Linked DNA regions of Zea mays: all the other regions are linked to region 3. A link is a contact called in public Hi-C data. All regions are on one chromosome and are shown on one strand. Each heading gives the region's core, a stretch centred on a gene start, on an enhancer-like site or on the middle of the called end of the contact. The rest is flanking DNA. Distances are from core to core; before and after follow the strand shown.

Evidence for each region. A called contact is a pair of places that touch in the nucleus more often than the background predicts.
Region 1: a contact with region 3 is called in a Hi-C map of leaf, with 5 times the contacts expected there. The contact joins the promoter of LOC100192813 here to the enhancer-like site in region 3. A contact is called at or near these places in 6 of 25 Hi-C or Micro-C datasets (bundle sheath, ear, leaf and 1 more).
Region 2: a Hi-C map of leaf shows a contact between it and region 3, with 6 times the contacts expected there. The contact joins two enhancer-like sites. A contact is called at or near these places in 2 of 25 Hi-C or Micro-C datasets (ear and leaf).

What each region holds. Positions count from the first base shown.
Region 1 is chr7:83,271,476-83,274,343 of Zm-B73-REFERENCE-NAM-5.0, forward strand. It overlaps LOC100192813, which reads left to right and starts at 1,303. Exons shown (of 3, transcript NM_001138006.2): 1 at 1,303-1,493.
Region 2 is chr7:84,459,930-84,462,815 of Zm-B73-REFERENCE-NAM-5.0, forward strand. LOC100280067 reads right to left here. Exons shown (of 19, transcript NM_001361016.1): 16 at 2,759-2,886; 17 at 1,960-2,043; 18 at 1,797-1,889; 19 at 1,121-1,637. The coding sequence ends at 1,392. Among protein-coding and RNA genes, the nearest start is that of LOC100280067, 13 kb to the right of the region's middle. Within about 2 kb of position 1,547, at least 6 of the 20 cell types and tissues checked have an H3K27ac peak or open chromatin away from gene starts, as enhancers often do. A contact at or near this core is called in ear and leaf, where this site is marked.
Region 3 is chr7:83,835,468-83,838,167 of Zm-B73-REFERENCE-NAM-5.0, forward strand. No RefSeq gene overlaps it. Among protein-coding and RNA genes, the nearest start is that of LOC103632521, 26 kb to the left of the region's middle. Within about 2 kb of position 1,269, at least 14 of the 20 cell types and tissues checked have an H3K27ac peak or open chromatin away from gene starts, as enhancers often do. A contact at or near this core is called in bundle sheath, ear, leaf and 1 more, where this site is marked.

The DNA.
Region 1 (2,868 bases), core at 53-2,552, 560 kb before region 3:
ATAATACAAACAAACATGGTACAGGAGAAATTAACATCACACCAAACAGAGGAATATAATGCATGATAATATTCTATGCATCCTAACGAGACCAGGGGTTCGAGAATCACTAAATTCGGAGTTACGGTTAACGAGTTACGATTTTCCGAAGTTATTAAGTGTTTGGTACAGAATAAACTAGGTGGGTAACTTTAGCTCAGTTAAAGTGCAAATAGGGAGATGAATAGAAAGAATGGTTGGAGAAGAGGAGAAATATAGAGAGGAATAAAAGAGGGAGTGGTATTTAAAAATGAATAGAATGAACGGATAGAGGAAGATGATAAGAGCAATGGTTGGAATCAGCCTAAAGGGCACAATTGAATGTGACATTTTCTTCTCCCATTTTTCCTTGACAAAATATAGTTTAGGACTTTTTAGTCCATTAATTGCGGAACTAATTCTTAAATGAGTAATTTTTGTTGGCCAAAATCTAATTTGTTTTGTTTGGAAACATGGACTAATATCTAAAAATATTCTTAAATAACGACTCTTCTTGAAGAGAAGAGTGAAACCATGCAAGATAAGAAAAAGAATAGGATACATGGGAGAATAGTTTAGGCCATCTTCAGCAGCTTACTTATACTCATACCCATATTTAAACTACACTCTATAAATATTGTAATCTACAATGTAAAACGATGCAAAATAATGTTTTAGTGACCATATAGGTGCAATGTACAGTAGTTCACCCATATGGTTACAAAAACATATTTTGCACTATTTTGCATTATAGATTGTATTATTTGTATAATGTAGTTTGAATATGGGTACAAGTAAGCTGTTGGAGATGATTACTTTTACTCATTAATAAAATATAACTAGTTACATGTCCGTACATTACCACAATTTATATATATTATATAGATAGATCTTCTTAAATAAAATATTTCTTTAAATACGATTATATTTTATTTCTAAATTATTAGTATAATATCTGTTCTTCATATAACACAAACAAATATGAGTTACAGTGGTAAAAGCCAAGTGCTATGTACCAAACGAGCACTGTTTAAATCTTTCCTCCATACTTTACTTTTAGATATTCCATACGAGAGTAAATTTATTCGCTCCCTGCACTCTCGCGGGAGGAGGCGACGCACAAACACATGCTTAAATATAGTAGAGATTAGAAAATAGTAAAATTTACTCCACTCATTAAACTTGTGTTCAAATGACTAGGATTGATCTTTACTAGACGACTAGCCAACGACTAGCCATTAACACAGAGTAGACCATTACCCTGACATATTTTGTAGAGCTAGTGAACCTAGCAGAAATCGATTAAAATAATACGCAGCAGCCGATTGCACTCGACCAAGAGAAGCAACGACTGCATCTCTGGTCTCCCACGCCTATAATCCCATTCCCCTCCTTCAAAGCCCTGCGGCGATTTCGATTCTTCCCTTCTATCTCCAGGTATACCCATCGGAGCAGCACTGACAAAAATTCTCCAGGTACGACTTGTTTCACATCTCTCTAGATTTATTAGATTAGAATCTACTTATTGCTCGTCGGGTTCATGATGTAGTGCGATCTGACATGCTTCAGTTCGGCTAGCTGCTTAATTGTGAGGTTTACTTGGGTGCAGGAACTCCAAGAATTCATCTGGTTAGTGCCTGAGAACAATAGTCAATGTTTGATTCGTCTAGGATTGGGGTTGACTTTGAGGAAAAGGAGGAAGGAACTGATGATTAAAAGCCTTTCGCTGAAACTTATCTGTTTCTTTTCTACCTTTACAGAATCTTGAAATTCTGAGAGCGGTCCGGTTTTGAATATCCACAAAGATTCAATGTTTATTATCCGGAAATTTCAAATAAAAAGATTAGGAAATTTAGCTCTGCACTAACTAATTAGGAGTCTTAGTTTATGATTGCACAGGACCTAGGTCCAATTATTGTGAAATCTACATTCAAAAAAATTTGATTAGTAGTTTCCATACTCCTACCTGAATTTTATCTAACAACTTTTCATCTCACTCTACATTGAGCTTTGCTATACTGACCATTTTGCTGAAAGAACTCAAATCTTTTATGCTAACATCTTAAGGGGGGAATGCAAACAGCTTGACTTTTGGGGGAAAATTGAAGATCAGACCTCTCTTTTCTATTTGCCGTATTGATTGAGTTGTTTTTGCTTGGTTTTGAATAGCTAAGCTTGGATATACATCGGCAATCAAAATATGCTTAGTTCAAAGTATGTGCAAACGGGTTAACAGTATGCCTAGTTATTTGTATTCATGATATTTTTGCTAAAAACATCTTTCTTTGAACTTCCTTTGATAATGTCAAATATTGAATGCAATGGTATCATACTGGACATGTGTAAATCTAGCTAGATGTCAAAGTGCTAAGTGATAACAGCTACTTACGAGAATATGATTCAGTCTATCTTCAATATCTAGTTAGTACTTCCTCTCTTCCAAATCATAAGTTACTTAGGCTTTGTCGTTAGTCAAACTTCTCTAACTTGGACCAAGTTTTCTGAAAAAAGATGTTCACATCTACAAGTTCAAATAAATGCAACTATCAAAAACTCGGCCAAGGAGGGTAAGACCATCCTTGTGGTATTTCATTAATAGAACGTTGCGGCAACGGTCCCGACTGAGAAACCCCCGAACCCTGTCCTCCTATCACTAATGGGCCGATTCAAGCTACTCACTCTGCAAAGGCCCACCTAGGCCCGAGGGTGGCGCACAGCCGAGTTGTAGCCTGAGAGCGGATGAGGAATAGCAAGGAGAATTTTTTGTGTAGAGCCAGGGTTTGAACCCGTGACCTGGTGAAAGGGACCCTGCTGCCTTCACCAGTGGGGTATTACACCATCTGCGAATGC
Region 2 (2,886 bases), core at 297-2,796, 620 kb after region 3:
AGTTGGACAAAATGGCTAGTAACAACAATGTGCACATTAGGAAGCCACCGTATTTTGATGGGAACAATTATGACTATTGGAAAATAAGAATATCAATGCATCTTAAAGCTATGGGAGAAAAGATTTGGCCTATTGTTAGAGATGGGTTTGTCGTATTGAAGCAAGATGAACCATCACTTATTGACAATGAGAATATTCTAACCAATGATCAAGCCATGAATGTGTTCTATGATGCTCTAGACGTAAATGAGTTCAACCGCATAAAAAATCTCACAACCGCTCATTAGATTTGAACCAAGCTAATGAAAATTCATGAATGAACTACAATTGTGAAGAGTGCAACTCGGTTTGTTAACGAGACAGCTCGAGCTGAGTTCAAGCCAGCTCATTAGCTTAAATGAGCTAGCATTTGTGAGCAAAACAAAGCCTCCACTTGTGTTGGATGAACTAATAAGTGATGTACTGCATTAATTAGGTGTTGAATTCATGTGGTATGTGAAATTATGAGTACTATTACTCTATTCAAGTGTTAAATTGATCTAGAATTAATTAGTGATTGATTATATTGTTGTGTAATATATACATATTGTTTTTTGTTGTAGCTCACAAGCTAAACGTGCCAGCTCGAGCTCGCAAATGAGTCGAGCCGAGCTGGTTTTCTGGCTCGATTTCTTAACGAGCCGAGTTAGCTCGTTAACTTAATGAGCCAGCTCGAGCCCAACGTGCCGAGCCAAAGTGGCACCATATCTAGCCCTACCAAAGACGACGCAAAGGACAAGGGCCATCCCGCCGACCATACTGCTAAGAGGGCTCGGATTCATCTCTTATCACAACAACTACGTGACAACCCTTGTACTCCTGGGCTTCCCCTTGCGACTATAAAAGGTGGAATCTAGGATCTCCGAAGGGGGGAGAAAAAACACAACACTTGACCGCTCACTCCATTCCTGGTATTGGCACCGGCCTTAATCATTTAGAGATTTAGGACCTACTCCTGTCTCGACTAGCTTGTATCACCTACTATGAGCACCTATGTGTAAGATAATATAAATCTCATCCACCATCGCTAGAATTATGGTCTTCTCTTGCACAAATTCACTTGTTGGTTGGGACCCTCTGGTTAAAACACCGACACATAACAGTAGCCAGTAGACACAAGCAAACAGTCTTCATCGGTACAATTCATTTCAATTCACAGAATTCTGGATTCCGTAGCAATAACAACACTTAGTCAGCTACCCCGAAGATAGAGGCCTAAATAGATAGAGGCCTTATTTCCTGGCACTTATTCAGAACAACTTTGAGCAAGTCCATAATAAGCCTAAACACGGAGGCATCATGCAGGGCACTGTCCATCTGCCTCTTCAAATTGACAACTGTAAGTGGAAGCTCTAAGAAGGAGCGCCAAGGTAAGACGCCAGCCGCAGGATGTCGCAGAAGACGCCACCCGCAGTCACCTCCGCGCCCGCGCCTGGGCCCCGCACGATTAGCGGCTGCTCCTTGTACCTCGAGGTGGTGAATGCGATGATGTTGTCGGAGCCGGAGAGCTGCGCGAACGGGTGGTCCCTCTTGTACCTACGTAGCTCCACCTGTCCCCTCTTGTTCACCGTATCCACCACTCCAACGTAACGCAGGACCTTCAGATGGAATAAGGGAAGGGAATCTGAATCACCTCTGCTCAAGTAATGTTGGAAATATGCAGGCGAGAATGGATCCAACAAAGCAAAAGCTAGATCTCATAACATCGCACAATCCAATTGTCATATATATCCCGAAAGAGAGGTCTGTCTACTCACTTCGTCTGCAGCATCAGCATCACTGCGTTGCCTGGCCCAGTCCTCGTCAAAGGATGGTAGCTTCTGCATGAATTCATCTGCTGACGAGCATGCCTGTGTGATAAAAACAAATTAGGGAGAGTGAAATACAAGGCATTATTTGCTAAGAGGAGAATCATCTTACTGCAAGTGTTTCTGGCACAAGGCTCTTCACAGGAATATCAGAAAGTTCAAGCCTCAAACCTGATTCCCTTGCAAGGATAATGACCTATTCCAATAGGGAAAAGAAGTATGAGTAACTAATAAAGGATGAGGGAAAATAAAGTACAATAGATGTAATTTTGGTTCTCTGCTTTTGAAATCAATCAAAAAGTGTGAAGCTGAGGGCATAACAATCTTTTCTTCCTCATCTAGTATTCTAGTGTCCTGGATACAAAAACTACAAATTTGTGATGGCCTAAGGACAAATCAAACATAATAATGTCCTACAAGCAAAGCCATACTTTTTTTCTCGAAAAAAACGTAGGAGGACTGCGTTTTAGATATATATTAAGAAGAGAGAGACAAGGGTCTAAAGAGACCTAAAAAAACAACGCACTCCTTATGGAGGTCAGTAACACTCGTACATGAAAGGATCCATAAAAACACACACACTCCCTACAACAACCTATGTTGGGGGGGGGGGCAGCCAAGGAGAGCCCTTTGGCTCCAGCAATTTCCCAGCAAAGCCATACTCTTCAGTGTCCAAAACACACTTTCCCCATTATCTCTGGTCATATCCTCAACCTTTTAGTTTTATATGTTCTGTAAGGACTCTTGCTGATCCATCCATAATACAGATAGCATAAATTGTCCCATTCAATGAAAAAAAGAAAAATAATCAGAAACTGTCTACTGTGCTGATAAATTGAAAAAACAGTGCCCAGTGTATAGGAAAGAATAAGTATGATATTCAATAACCGTTTGACAGAAACAGGGTCCACCTTTCGGGCAACATCAGTTCCAGATAGATCATCTCTTGGGTCAGGTTCAGTGTATCCCGCCTCTTTTGCTTCAGCAACGACATCACTGAATGCCCTTGTTCCTTCGAAATTATTAAATATATAACTCA
Region 3 (2,700 bases), core at 19-2,518:
TCACTCGTGGAACAAATTAATCCTATACACATGTCCAGGAATATTATAGGGATATAGCATCGTCCCAATGAAAAGAGATAGAATAGATATCATCACATCACATGCATACAATGCATCACGGAATTTAAGCAGCGCGCCCATAGATCTCGGTTGCTTCTGTTGACTTTGCTGATCGAGATGTTGGGCTTGTTTTTATGCGGAGGCCCAGAAAACTTGGTCTTCTGGGTTGTTTGTTTGTTATTTCTTTCACATGATAGTGAGTGGCAAGGTGACATATGGCAATGCATAAATGCAGCTCGAACCAGCTTCTGCTAGTGCATGTGGAGCTAGCAGTAGTTTCTAGGCATGCATGCTGCCGCTTTGCTATACATCGACGACGAGACTACTCGCAATATTTTGGACCAATGCACATCACGACAAGGTCTCAGGGAAATTAACTGTAAAAGCACATGATAATAAGCAGTGTACGTAGTGTGTTAGAGCACCAAAAGTCCCAGATCGGCGCCAACACGTAGTTCTGCTGGAGAATTATATAATTATCCTCACCAAACCAATTCAGCTAAACTCTGTGCAGAATTGTTTTCCATGTAATGTAAAAGGTTTAGCGCGTGGCACGATCTATTCTTTTCGTACCAAAATAGCTGGCGTCAAAGGATTCAAGTTTTTATCTTCAAATAATTGTGTTTTTCTCATTTCTAGCTCAATGCACATTTCTCTTATTTTAATATATATTTTCTTTTTCTCAATACATCTCTATGACCTATCTCTATTTCTCTTTATCTCTCTCCAAGTTTTCTGTGCATCACACTATTTTTCTTCTCCTAATAAATTTCCGTGTCCAAACTAAAACCTTACTCCCTCCGGTTTCCTATTAGTTGTCGTTTAGAACAACGACACGGTCTCCAAAATATAACTTTGACCAATATTTTTTGTTAAAATACAAATTAACTCTTAATACATTTATACTTTTATAAAAGTACTTTTTATGAAAAATTGACGCATATAAATATTAGGTTCCAAAACTAAATAACAAAATAGTTATTTGTAGTCAAAATTTTATAAGTTTGACTCGAACCTTATCCAAAACGACAACTAATAGGAAATCGGAGGGAGTAACTACATTGGAACGGTGCAGACGTGAAGTGGGAGTAAAATAGCTATAGTCTTCTCTGTAATAAATTGCATGTACACAATGGTGTATATCAGTTGCCCCCGAGAGAACAAGCGGGGTACACAAGTGTCGCATAGGGCATGCTTGCTGCTTGGTGTGTGAGGCCCAAATCATGTCGCTCGCTCGTCAGTAGGAAAAAAAAAGAAAGCGGGCCTAAAAGGCCCAGTCCAGAAGAATGAAATGATCGTGAAAGGTGTTGATCTAAGGTTTTGCCGTTTCATGAACAGTCATGGATCGGAAAAGGTTAAAAGAATCAAAAGAGTTCATAATCAAAACAAGAGGGAATCGTTGTGCTTACACTTCCCCGTTTTAATAAATAAAAAAGAATATATGTAGATTATTTTTTTTCAAAATATAGTATCAATGTATGCATGCTCGTACACTATCTTTATAAACACTTACACATACATTCTACTCCCTCCGTTCTTTTTATTTGTCGCAGCTTAGTTCAAAAAAGAACTAGCGGACGACAAATATTCGAAAACAGAGATAATATATTTCTATATGTTGGGGGCCTTCATCTTCCGAAGGTCCTCAAAAACATGATTAACAATGTTCCCCAAGTATAATATATGTACAGGAACCCTCGGACTCGGGATGAAGCTATTTACAATATGAAAAGCATGATTGGGATGAAGGTCGAATCAGCTCCGAAGCTACGCGCGAGGAATCTTCGGCTCAGTAGCAGAAAAAGAACCGACTTAAATAGGAAAAGGTTATTTAGTTCTCGATAGATTGTCCTTATGTCAATAGTAAATATGAAGGGCATGAATGTAATTTTACACAGGCTGCGCCCTGTGCTTATAAATAGATGAACAGTACCCTCGTACTATTCACGCTAATTTGTACTTGCTTGTGCATCACACTTGTACTTTCACCTTCTGTCAGGCCGAAGGTACAAATGTAATTCAATATTGTTTCTGTTTTTCTATGATAATATAATGAAGATGAGTTAATAATGTTATGTGATGGTTCATGTTGTTTCTTATATTTCATAGGCTTCTTCTTTTATTAACATATACTGCGATGATGAAGGTATGTCCTTCATAACCTTCGTCTAAAGATCATTATATCCTAAGGGAAATAATGCTTCGAAAGACGAATGATATTAACCTTTATATATTTTTTCTTTTCTCAAAACATCCTATGACCTATCTCTATTTCTCTTTATCTCCCTCCTAGTTTTCTGTGCATCACACTATTTTGCTTCTTCTAATAAACTACTTTGGAACGGTGCAGTAGTGGGAGTAAAATGGCTAGTGTCTTCTCTCTAATAAATTGCATGTACACAATGCTGCATATCAGTTGCCCACGAGAGAACAAGCGGGGGTACACAAGTGTCGCATAGGGCATGCTTGCTGCTTGGTGTGTGAGGCCCAAATCATGTCGCTCGTCAGTAGGGAAAAAAAAAGAAAGCGGGCCTAAAAGGCCCAGTCCAGAAAAATGAAATGATCGTGAAAGGTGTTGATCAAAGGTTTTGCCGTTTCATGAAAGGGACAGTCATGTATCGGAAAAGGTTAAAAGAATCA